Linked DNA regions of Anser cygnoides: region 1 is linked to region 2. Evidence: chromatin contacts called from public Hi-C data. All regions are on one chromosome and are shown on one strand. The core of a region is the stretch at or near the end of the contact, and the rest is flanking DNA. Distances in the headings are between cores, read along the strand shown.

The links. Hi-C and Micro-C count contacts between places; a contact is called where the count stands out from the background.
Region 1: a Hi-C map of liver shows a contact between it and region 2, with 2.5 times the contacts expected there. The contact joins the promoter of GCLM here to the enhancer-like site in region 2. A contact is called at or near these places in 2 of 7 Hi-C or Micro-C datasets (both in liver).

What each region holds. Positions count from the first base shown.
Region 1 is chr8:2,329,825-2,336,371 of Taihu_goose_T2T_genome, forward strand. It overlaps GCLM (glutamate-cysteine ligase modifier subunit), which reads right to left and starts at 1,573. Exons shown (of 7, transcript XM_048067050.2): 1 at 1,281-1,573. The coding sequence starts at 1,400. LOC106039444 (very-long-chain enoyl-CoA reductase) reads left to right here and starts at 1,615. Exons shown (of 14, transcript XM_048067270.2): 1 at 1,615-1,751; 2 at 2,157-2,252.
Region 2 is chr8:2,268,078-2,274,377 of Taihu_goose_T2T_genome, forward strand. All of the region lies in intron 1 of BCAR3 (BCAR3 adaptor protein, NSP family member), which reads right to left. Among named protein-coding and RNA genes, the nearest start is that of TRNAR-UCU, 36 kb to the right of the region's middle. Within about 2 kb of position 3,499, at least 2 of the 3 cell types and tissues checked have open chromatin away from gene starts, as enhancers often do. A contact at or near this core is called in liver, where this site is marked.

The DNA.
Region 1 (6,547 bases), core at 323-2,822, 60 kb after region 2:
GCCCTAGGGTTCATATTTTGAAAAATGTTGGCTTACATTCTTACACTAAGAACTATAGACACTAACTACACTGAATAGAAGTGATAAAAGCTGATTTATTTCTGATAAATAATGCTAATTATTTGCTTTTGGAGTACCAGCAACTCTGGGAAGTTGGCAGCCTTATGTTTAAATGCAGATTTCTCTGTAAACAAATGGAGAGAAATACCTTAACTGATTAGTTACGCACATTGGCCATTCTTTATGTAATAGCTTTCCAAAAGTTACTGGACAGGCACATTGTAATAGGCAGCCTTATTTTGCTACAAAATCTAATCCTCTTTCACATAGATCACAGAATGCTGTAATAAGTAACTAGGACAAATTAAAAAGCTATTACCACATGACAAAAGTATGATGAATTCTCCCACCTTATTACATCATCCTCTCAGACAGTCACCTTTCTTACCGCTTGCTCTCAATTAACATGCCCTCAACCAGCTCCTGACACACGACCTGTGTCACTACCAGGCTTTAACCAGCTGCAATGAAAGCTCTTGTGTCTGGTCAGCGACCATTCCCTAAGCACTGTGCTGTGACCAGACAACAAACACAGTGGTTTCGAAGCCTGTGGCCGCAGGATCTCCAACCATTTACACAGAATTATTGCAAAGGTTGACACATACTGTTTAAGATATGGTTTTCAAGTATTAATTAAAACGATCTTTCAGGTTTTTTTTGAAACAAAGGACCACTATAGTCTTTAGAGAAGACAGCAATGACCGAATTTCCCCAAGATGTGTCACCACCAGCGAATTATTAAGACTAATTCCAAGTTATAAAGGAGAATTTCGGTTTCATCCTTTGCAGTGGCGGTTTCTAACTACTGACACATCTATCGCCACAGAAGCATCAGGAATCCCGCTGCCATTACAGAGAGCCCTTTCTCCTGTCAGCTTTCGATCCTTTACCCCCCGAGGCCACCAGCGCGGCGCGGCTGGGCTCCGCCAGGAGGCGACCCCACCACAGCCGGGCCTTTCCGACGGGCGGCCAGCGCCCCGGGGGCAGCTCCGGCCTGCGGCGGGACGGGCTCCCCGCGGCAACCCGAGCCGGGCCCAGCACCGCTCGGCTCCGCTCCCCAGCGGGCCCGGCGGCGCTGCGGGGCGCCAGCAGGCAGCCAGTAGCCCCGGCACCGGCTGAGGGTTCCCGGGCGTTCCCTCAGGCCCCGCCGCAGCCCCCCCCGGGCCTTCCCCCAGCACCTCCCGCGGGAAAGCCCCGGGGCCGGCAGCCGCCGCGCTCACCTCCTCGCTGGGGGTGGCCGGGCACTTCTTGCGGCCGCAGCCCCAGTTGAGCAGGTTGCCGGTCTGCAGGTTGAGGGTGGCCGCACGCTCCAGCAGGGTGCGGGCGCTGTCCGTCCCCATGGCGAAGCCCCGCGGTACCTGCCGGGGCGGGCAGCGCAGCGCCGTGACTCAGCACCCGGGGCGGGCGGCGGGGACGCTCCGCAGCCGGACCCGGTCACACGGCGAGGACAATGGGCGGCGGGGCGGGCCCAGCCCGGCGAGCGGCGGGCGGACCGGGCACGGCTCGCCCCGCCGCCGCCACCCCGCGCGCCTGCGCGCCGCCCGGCCCCGGCCCCGGCCCTCAGCGGCCCTCAGCGGCAGCGCCCCCTGGGCGCCGGGGGCGGGCGGGACGCGGACTCCCGCGAGCCCACGGGGGAACGGAGGCCCCGGCCCAGCCCGGGAAGGGCCCGGTCCTGCGGGATGGCGGCCGAGGTAGGTCCCCGAGCGCGGCCCCTTCCCGGCACCGCCGCTTGGGCTGCGCCGTGGAGTCACTGAAGCGGCCCAACCCGTGCTAGTGTGATCGCGGCGCCGTAAGTGACGAATGGTGGCTGCCAGGGGGTGGGCTGCCAGGCCCGCGCAGGGAGCCGAGCGCTTACTTCATCAAACCCGAGGTTTGATCAAACCTCGCTACCTTGCTCCAGCTGGGTGAAGCCTGAAGGATTGCGGCGTGGGGATTTTTTGTCCAAGGCTGGGTTTCTTCTGGAATGATGGACCCTGAGCGCTAAAGTCCTTCTGTGCTACAGATTCAGAAGGGGGGATCTGTAAGTGAGGTTCAGGGGAGCATGAGGCTGTAGGTTGCAATGTTGTCAGCACTGGAATTCGAATGGTCTGTTACAGGTTTTCCTTCTCCAGGTGGTACGCCGTGCTGATCTGGAGGGACCGTTTGCACGACCTGTTGGTCTGAAGTACTGTCCGAGAGCTTTCTGATAGAAGGTTAGCTTAAATGGCTTTTATATTTGTGTTCTGGTTGCTTTTCTGTATTTACCTTGATTACTTTCACATATTGGAGATAGTTTTCCTCAGTATATGAACGCAAGCCATTTGGAAGACAAATATACCGAAAGAACGTCTGCTTCTTTAGAAAGGCAGTAATTCTGTTTTCCTTTAACATAAAAATCCAGAAGGTCTAACCAGATCCCAGCGCTAACCATCCAAACACATAATTGCCTTGAAAAGGAGCACACACCTTCACACACCTTCAGCCGGTCTTCACACCGGTAGTAAATTCTGTCCCATTGGATGTTTCTGATCCGCCCTCAGGCTTGCTAGTAGGGGCCTCATGCTTTGTGCATCTGAAATTTATTCTTCAATATTTTGTTTAAGAAGCTTTGATGGGTATAATCCTATGGAAGCAGATAAAATTTGGGGTTAGCAGAGGGCTTCCAAAGAGCGCATGGTATAAACCTTTCTGTATAATGGAAACTTAGAGCCATGAAAAAGCAATGTTTCTTTATAGCAGGTAGAATCCGCTAATGTTTAATTACTTTAGCTCTCACAAGAGGATAATGGAATAAATACTAGTTGGAGGAAAAAACAATACCAGCCTCTGTACTGCTTAATGCTATGAGCTTAATTCTGACAGCAACGGGAGCACGTCACAGAAGAAGGGACCCAGCCCAGGTCTGCTGTCTGTCAAATCACACAGAAATGGGAGGTATGCTAGCAGAAAAAGAAAGGAGGGTGTTTTCTGGCTCTTGATCAGTTGTGGGTTTTGCTGGTTATCTCATTTCTCTACCTCTGATCGGCACACACCGTGAAGCACTACTGATTCCTGCAGTACCCCCGTGCCTCTCAAAGAAAAATAAAGCACCCTTTCGAATCAAACGCCGCCGAGTCGTGGCTCTGAACCTGCTTTTCCCCGTGTTTGAAGGCTGCGGGACGCCTTGCTGCCAGCGCCCCGCAGTGCTGCTGCCGCCCGGGGCCCAGCGGCTCGCCCACACCGGGGCGGGGCGGGGCGGCCGGGGGGGGCCGGGCGCTGGCTGAACGGGGCGGGGCGGGGCCGGGAGGGTGCCGCGGCGGCGGGAGGCGGCGGCCCGCAGGATGGGCGGCAGAGCCGGCTTCTTCGAGGTGGGCGCGGGCGGCCGGGGGGAGCGGGGCGGCGGGAGCGGGAGGGGAGCGCCGGGAGCCGGGGCGGCACCGGGGCGAGGGGGCGGCCTGGGACGGGACGGGGCGGGGACGGGGGTCCCCGAGCGGTGCCCCGGGGCTCCGGGCTCCTTGCGGTCTGCGGGGCGGCGCTGGCGGCGCGCCTCGGCCGGACCAGGAATGTTCCGGGCACCTGGTGGCTCGGCTCGGGGCAGGAACGTGCCGCCGGGCGGCTCGGCTCGGCTCGGCCCGGCCCGGCCCGGCCCGGCTCGGCCCGGCTCGGCTCGGCACCGCGGCGGGGCTCAGAGGAGCACAGCCTGGCGCGGCCGCAAGGGGTTGGGGCCCCTCTCTCCCTGTGCACGCTGCAAGTGCGGAGTGACATGCACCTGGGGAGCGGGACGGGCGAGGATCCGCTTACATAAACAGCCCCACCAACTCTGCTGGAATTATGTTGGCTAATGCACAATCTCTTAAGAGTGGCTTGTGTTACCCAAAGAGGTTGGTGCTAGCCTACCGGTGGCAATCCTAACTATGTTTCTGCAGGTTTACACTTCATTTTCTCCAGCACAGGACTCACCTAAAATTGAATGCGTTTTTTTCCCTGTGCAAAATACAAAGCAATTGTTACTATAACATTAACAGAGTCTAAAAAAAAATCAGAAACAAAACTGCTTTTGTAGTTACTTACCATGACCTAAAAGTTCAGATGTTGCTTTTCAAAGCTATGAAAGCTTTTTGGATGTCACTAACGCTTCCGCAAATTAAGCTGACTCTAGCCATTGTGGGTGCGTGGTGGGCACCTGCAGTGCCTTTTCCCCTGCAATACTCGCTTCCCTGTTTTTTGTTTTTTTTTTTTTTTTTTTTTTTTTTTAGGAAAAATGACCGTGCTTTTCACTGCCTCCTGCATTTCTATCACTGTCCCAAGGTCCTGTGATATCCAAATGCAGGATCAGGCACATGTGTAATACCCCTCTAAACATCTCTAGTCATTGTCTGGTTGGCAGGTTTGCTCTTTTGCTCCAGTTGTACTGAACTTCTTTATAGCACTCATTACTAGAAGACCTCAAAAGCATGGACATAATTACTGCCTAATTTTACAGATGAAGAAACATGAGAAAGTGGAATGATGTGTGCTCTACCTCACTAGGCAGAACAATAGCAGCAGATCCAGATCTTTTGTGTCTTTAATTGATATCCTGTGTCTAAGCAACACTAATCCAAATTCAGAATGTCTCATGAATTTATTTGCAAGTCAGCTTCATATGTCTTAGTCCTTTTCTCTGTACAGCAGATAATGTGTGGAAACAGATCTGCCCAGGCACAGCCAGTGTGTGTCTGAGCAGACTCAGGGTGTGGGATGTGGACAAAGACAGCTTAGGTAGTACTAAGCAGTGCTGCTGCATATCGCTTTCAGCACTGTTCTCCCCAGTGACTTGCTTTCTGTTATAAATTCAAGACAGCTTAGCATGCTGAACTGCATCTCCTCACCATACATTCAAAACTAAGTTATGAAAGGAGAAAAAACCTAAGTTAGGAAAGGAGAGATAGTAAATGTCCCACCTTTCCCAAGACTTCCTAAAGGGAAAAAAATCTCTATTGATATTACAAACATTAGTGTTCCCTGCTTTGGGTTAGTCTGCAATTCTGTGCTTTTCCCTGTACATGTCAGAGCCATTTACCCTTTATTGCTTTTCTGTGGTACCTCTTTGTAAGAATAACAAAGCACTTTGCAAACACCAAACTGTTGCTTTCTAAAGTTTTTCTAATATGACTATTACAAGTTTAGTGGAGTTTTATTGGTGGAATGCTTCTTTCTCTTTTGTTGATTTTTTTTTTTGCGCATTTTATCATGCCTAGTACCTAACTGCACCTTGAATATTGTGTTCAGTTTTGGGCCCCTCACGACAAGAAGGATATCGTGCTGGAGCATGTCCAGAGAAGGGCTACGAAGCTGGTGAAGGGTCTGGAGCACAAGTCTTACAAGGAGCAACTGAGGGAACTGGGGTTTCTCTTGGAGAAGAGAAGGCTCAGGAGAAACTTTCTTGTACTTTACAGTTACCTTAAAGGAGGTTGTAGCAAGGGCTCTTCTCCCAAGCACCAAGTGATAAGACAAGGGTAAATGTCCTCAAGTTGTGCCTGGGGAGGTTTAGGTTGGATATTAGGAGAAATTTCTTTACTGAAAGGGTTGTGCGGCATTAGGACAGGCTGCCAAGGGAAGTGGTTGAGTCACCATCCCTGGAGGTCTTCAAGAAATGTGTAGATACAGAACTTAGCATTGTTTAGTGGTAGACTTGTCAGTACAAGGTTAAAGGTTGGACTAGGTGATCTTAGAGGTCTTTTCCAACCTGATTGATTCTGTAATTCTACAATCAATTTCATACGGAATATGTAGGAAGGTCCTTTCCCCTAATCATGAATAAAATGTGAATGGACCAACAAAAAGATGGACGAGAACACCAGTCTGACTGTGAGTGCTCAGACACCAGCTGTTAATTCTCTTCCTTGAATGAGAGTCTTCCTCATTTCTGCTAAGGGCAGAAATACTTCAAAAATAGGCAACATTGTATTAGACTGACTTCTAAGAAGCCAGTAAAGGCAGGTGCAGCTTTGGAATCACCTTTAACTACTTAGTTTGAATAGCTTGTGTTCAAACTTAAGTACCAAAAATTATGAGCAACAACTAATTAAGCCAAAGTGTGCTGGACCTAATGGATCAACAACCAAAAATCCAGAGTGGCTGAGTGATTTTCCTCTACTTATCATATGTAGTCAGGTCCCTGAACTCCTAGACCCGTGTCTAGGTGGCTGTCTGTACATTTCTTGTTCTGCAATAAGGCTAGAATGGGTTTTATTTACTTTGGGCACTGGTATGTTTCTAATTTCACCTCGCAGCTGTTTTATCACTAATAGCTCAGGAGAAGCCTGGCAAGAACACCTACTGTTTAAAGACATGTGCATACCTGGAAGGACTGCACCTGATAATTTGAGATTCACCTCCCAGAATTTAGAGGTCTATGGTGGAGACTGGTATTGAGATAACTGATAGTCTCTAGGAGTGTTCATTTCTCTAAATGTATTAGAAAACAGCTCTTCTGACCTAGTTCAGATGTGTTTCAAAGCTTATGATGAAGCTTATCCTAAAAGTG
Region 2 (6,300 bases), core at 2,249-4,748:
TTTAACTTCTGCAGCCCTAGAGGAGTGCAGATTGGGTTCATAATAACACCAGATGTCTGATCCTCATTCACTACTGGCTAAAAACTTCACTTTCGATAGATCAGTATTTTCTGGTAGGAACTGGTTTACTGCTAAACCCCTCTAATCTGCAGCTCACATAAGTGAGTCTTAAATGAGAAAGAAACTGAAAATTTTGGAAGGATTTTCACTGTGGCTATCAGAAATTTTCAGAGCTGCTTGCTGCTGAATTGTGTGTGCCATGAATCAGCTAGTATCAACCATTGCTAGAACCAAAAAACTGAGTACAATACAGCCCTTGCCAGATAAAATAAAAATAAATATGATCTTTAACTATCAATTAGTAAATCCACTCTACACTATAAAAATAAATGATTGCACATATTCTGTGACAATAACATGTTCACCACTACCACCTCCAAACTTCAGTTTGGCATTGACAATCACGTCAAAAAACTTGAGCTTGCATTGATTAGATAGACCTGTTGCAGAAGCAGGAAACATGGGACTAAAACTGCATCAAAACTGTTTTTCTTTTGTTGACTAGTTTTGGTAAATGACATTAAACTAGAAGACAATACCAGAAAGAAGCTATGCAAGGTTTTATGGGTTCCTTTCACCAGAGGGTCTATTTTCCTCTTTTTCAATCTAGCAGTGGAAGAACTGTTACTGTGGAGCTAAGACTTCCTTGTAAGGTTCTGTTTTTTCATGTTTCTGTTAAAAGTCTCAAATACAAGAGAATTAACAGCCTCTCTTCGAATGTGACAGATGTTGAAGAGTTTCGTTTAGAACATAAACCAACATAAAGAAAAGGATAAATAGAAGGCCAGAAAGCAGCCCTAAAAAAGTTGAAACTTTCAAGGGATGAAATACAGTGAGATGTGTGTGTTTACACACTTTGTAACAGCATCTACATTTCTGAGCTCCTTAAACAGAAATCCCAAAAACCTGCAAATCCTTATCTCTCTCACTGAGAGCGAAATAGACCACACAGGTAGCAATATCACCTCTATTACGCAGATGAAAGTGTTTAAAGCAGCCTCCTCTTCATTTACTGGCAAAGCCACCAAAATACTTAAGCACTAGTCTGGAATCTGCCAGGTTGACACTACATACCACTGCTCCAAATGACTCTGGTTGTGTTTGCATTGTTTCAAACCGAAGCAAAAAAGAAAGAATGAGCAAAAGGGCTTTATCTGAGAGAGACAAAGGCAAGATATCTGGGCTTAAAAAGGCAACACCAGTTATGGCTTTATGCCGATTATTTCAGCCTTCTGATAAAAATACATAAGGAAATCCCTCGATTATTTTACCTTTTTTTTTTTTTTTAAGCTGTACTGTTCTCTGTTGATATTGTCCCTAGCACAAGTGAAACTCTGCATTGCTCACTCATCTTCCCTCTTATCAGCACACATCTTAGGTCTTATGTATCATGAATGAGAGGGAGAAAACTCACACGGTAAGAAATCACTTCAAATTTAATTTTACACTATGCAGCAGGGCAAGAAATAGAACATATTCAGAAAAGGTCGTTTAAGAATTGAAATGCAAACCATCTTTTCCCCAGCAAATGCAGGAAATTATGTTGCGTTAATTACATTTCACCTAATTGAGGTTTTGCATATTATTTTGTATTCACCCACAGTAAATTATGTCAATGCTTAGATTTTCTTTAATCTACTAAGGCTGACCTTCTTTGTATGACAAATAAAATTACAAAGGTTCTAAAAATATATCCTACTAAAAGTGCAATCTCTTTGTAGAAAAAAACCAATACAAGCATAAGACAAAAAGGAAAGATTCTTTATACTGTTAGCCACTCAAAGGAAAACACTCAAAGATGCTAATGAAATCATACTGAGCCATAAAATGCTATTAATTAGAATTCAGCTCAGTAAGAGAAGACACTGGGGGAAAAAAAAAAAGTTCTAGCTCTTGGAATGCCTTGTAAAATACTTCTTGTCACTTTGCATTTTATACATCTTTGCATTCATAACTCAACCAAAAATGCACAGAAAAGTGCATCATGAATACTTATGAATGTAAACAAACATTTTAACAGCCAAATGATGCAAAAAATATATAAATTCATGCGGATAAACAAACCAAGAAACATCTTCCATGCCTGGCAAAATCCAAGGTAATTTTTAATGAAGCTATTTCTAGATGAGGTTATTTCCAGGCTTCTTTGCAATGCCAAACACACATTTCTAAGACTGCAAAAGGTGCTGGATTGCAGCTGAGAACATTCCTATAAGCATAGATGGAAGCACAGTCCCTACTTTGTAGTACTTGGGAGTGCTACGTGAATTTTGGATTCATCTTGGTTCCATACTGGGACATGCCAAGGCAAGAGGCAGGCCCCACCCTCTGGCTCCAAAATTGCCCTGAACAGAAAACAAAAAATGCATCTGAAAGGAGTCATAGCCTGCTATGAACACAAGAATAAATGCCAGCCTAGGCGGCAGGACAACAGGGTTTCGAATGTACTGCAGTGCACATCAAAACGTAAGTGATGACACAGACAAAAGGACTGTGGAAAGATGTGTGGAAAAGGACTGTGAAAGATTATTTATGGCTCTCAACATTCATACCTTTTTGTTACTTCTTTTTTGTTAGATGTTCAGGGGCTGAGAAAGCATTCTGGGAAAGCATCACTATGGGTTGGAGTGCTTTTGTGTTTTACTTGACATCTACTTTGCCACTATCAGATACAAGATACCAGACCTGAGCAGCTATCAGTTGGACTCAGTACACAGCCATTTCTGTGATCTGTTCATGGAACAGCATTAGGAACTATGTGCATAACTGGTAACATTTCTGCACTTAGGAAGAAAGTTTGCAGAAATTGGAAGAACCTTTCCACTTGTGTACTTTGGTTTGCAGGCAAATCATAAAATCATAGAAAGGTTTGGGTTAGAAGGGACCTTAAAGATCATCTAATTCCACCCCGCTGCCATGGGCAGGGACGCCTCCCACCAGACCAGGTTGCTCACAGCCCCATCCAGACTGACCTCGAACACCTCCAGGGATGGGGCATCCACAGCCTTTCTGGGTAACCTGTGCCAATGCCTCACCACACACACAGTTTTTTACACACAGTTAATTACCCACAAGTCATCCGTCCATCAAATCTGCATGTCTCCAATTTAGAGACAAGGATGTCATGCAGGACAGTGTCAAATGCTTTGCACAAATCCACAAATCCAAATAAAATACAACAATAAGCCCTAAGCAAAAAAATGAGATCATCATGATTTAGAGAAGAGAAAACACTTTCTTGAAATTTGGAAGGCTGTGCTCAAAAGAAGAGATTTAATGTTCCAGGCCAACTGCAGATGTAGCTTTTAGGCCTAACTTCATTCTACCAGCTGCCAACTCTTGCTGAGTGGTCTGCTAACAAGTCAGTCATCATAAGACAGCTCTACAATCAACAACAAAGATATAGACAGCTACACAGGGCAACTCAAATTCAAAGCGGACTGAATTATTGACTGAATTTTTCTGTCTCTAAGAACTAGAGCATAGAATGACTCGCCTCCCAGTGCAGCAACTTTGGCTGTGGTTTCCATTTAAGCAGCATTGCTGTTTCAGCCACCAGGGCTTAGCTCTGCTGTTTCTTCCCTGGCCATTCATACTTGGAGTGTTTACACAGCTGAACAGTGAACTGGGATGAGGACTTGATCTGGATAAACATGAGGTGAAAAAAAGTTGTTTTTCAGCAAGTTGTTTTTCACCTAACTGGATTCACCTCACAGCCACAGGATAGTTTTGCTGACAACAAAAGGAATGATACAGAAATGGGAAAAAGCAGCTAAAGAAAAGCTAAAGAGGGCACAGACTGCTTATTTTGGCATTCTGGAACCCCAACTTACATTTAAGGCCAGGAATCAATGGCACGGAAGCCTTTAAGTTTTCTAATACAGACAAAAAATATCACAGCCCAGCTACGATTAAAATATCATAATCAAAGCACTTGACCCACTATAAAATTCATTCTGCTGGACTGAAGTTGTTTAACAATTTCGAATAGTTATTTTTGTAATAATTAGCTAGCATCACTCATGTCAAATCAGTTATTCTAATCACTTCCCTCCCATTGGCTGTTGTAAAGATAGCATAAAAGCATAAAGGTAGTGACCTTCGTATTGTGTACTCTGCCTAATTCAACAGATATGTGATCACGTGCACGTATTTGATCCAGGTCAAATGTGCTGCTGGGCATTATGTCAGTGCATAGATCTTGGTATTAATTACCGTGGAACCATAGCCTGAGTACCTCGAGTTAAACAGGATGAATCCAAATCTTAGCGTACTGAAGCATGTTCTGTTAAAAGTAGTTTCAGAACCAGGTATGACTTTAGAAAACAAAGTGTTTTAACAAGATTTTCCAAAACTTAACTTTGATATACAAGGAAATGATTAGACCTGTAAAATTAACCTTGTGAAAATGCTTGCATATTAAAGTGATTTATCACATCAGCCACTGCCTGGAAACTGTTGAACCAGCAACAAATACAATGCTGTTGTTTAAAGCTCAATTTTAAGCAAACAGAATAATATATCTTGCGCTCTGTACTGGCTTAACTTTTAATAAGACATTAATATTTAATAGATCTTTTTTAAATGTTTTTTTTTTTCCTAATGTCTGACCTCAGTTCAGTACTGGAAAAGAAGCATTACAGTGTAACTGATTAGGCACTCTGCTCCTAGACACAGCACTCTGTCAAAGACAGACAGAAAACAAAAACATGTCATAATAGGCTGGAGACTAGATAACAAGCATTAGTCCCTACTGTGAAAACAAAACAGTCTGCAGTTATGTTTGACTGACTGAACTGATCTGTTCTGCAGCCTTCCCAGAATTCTTTAATACAATAGGAAAAGCCATCTAGGATGTAAATATCCTGGTGTAAACAGAAGTCAGAGATTAATATGGCACTATTTTTCAAGCACATAGTTCAATTATACACTTAATTGTTTCATTAGCCAAAGCCAGAGAGTGAATAAAAACATTGCTTACACAGAAAAATATGAAACACCAATATTTTTATGACAGCTTAAAGAACTCAAGCACTTAACTGTCAAAAAAACATACGCATCACTTTATCACCTTGCAAGATGCATTTATGGGAATCACAAAATATACACTCGAATTTGGAGATAAAATTCTTGATTAAAATTCAAATTCACTGAAATCCACAGCAGTATAGCTACATTAGATTTAACACAATGTATCTGAAGCTGCCCAGTCAGAAGTTATACTAACAGAAATTGGAACATTCTAGTCAGTCGTTTGAACTGTTACAAACCTACCTATAAAACAATTCACCACATGAATGACAGTTTGAACAGTCCTTTCATCTGAAAAATGTTCCATTGAGAACTGTAATATATTCCTCACTCTGGTACCTGAAAAGGTTACAAAATACAGTCCCCAAAACAAGTGGAAAATATCTAATTGAAATATGTCTGGTTTCACTACAGAAAACAACTTGAATGATTTCCCAGCCTTCCACAGTAGCAGTTACAAAAGTCATATTTATATTTTAAGAAAGTGAAACCAATGAATTGGAAGTTATATAATTATTAAACCATTTTCTGAACTCCTCAGAAAAGACTGAGAACATACACTAATCTACTTGAACACAAGTAGTTCTGGATTCTTCTAAAAACTTAGAGTAGCTAAAAACATTTTATGAATATCCTATTTCTACAGAGGCTCCAAAAGTCTTCTCACCTTGACCAAGAGAGGGGAAAAGCAGGAATGTTAGCTAAGTAAGTCACTGCTTCGTGTGAAATTTGTAAAAGTTCTAGGCCGTGATATTTAGAATTATTGGACAGACTGCATAATAATTGTATCTTGTTATCTATTCTCAAAATATCCTGCACAATGAGTCATAGTTGAATAACATCTCACTACATCCTTCCACTTAGAATAGAATGCCTTACGGGGCTTGTTCCAACTCTTACAAACCTGAGTAGAATGTTGATAGTGAACTGATAAAAGCATCATGAGAGCAGCAAGACATAGTGATCAAGTCTTAATTCATAGCAAAGTCCAAAATGGAAAAGGAGGGCAAGGGCTACCTGTAAAAGAACTCTTCCTCTCTCTTTACAAGACACGAGGTGGCACTTACACAAGATTGCTTGGTCTTGACCTTTTGCCTATGGTTTTTCTGAGTGAGGAACACAGATTCATGACATAGCCTTCTGTCAGTTATGGTCTGTTAATATTACTATATCTTATTAAGCTGAAGACTGAGAGAGTAATAGAAAGTG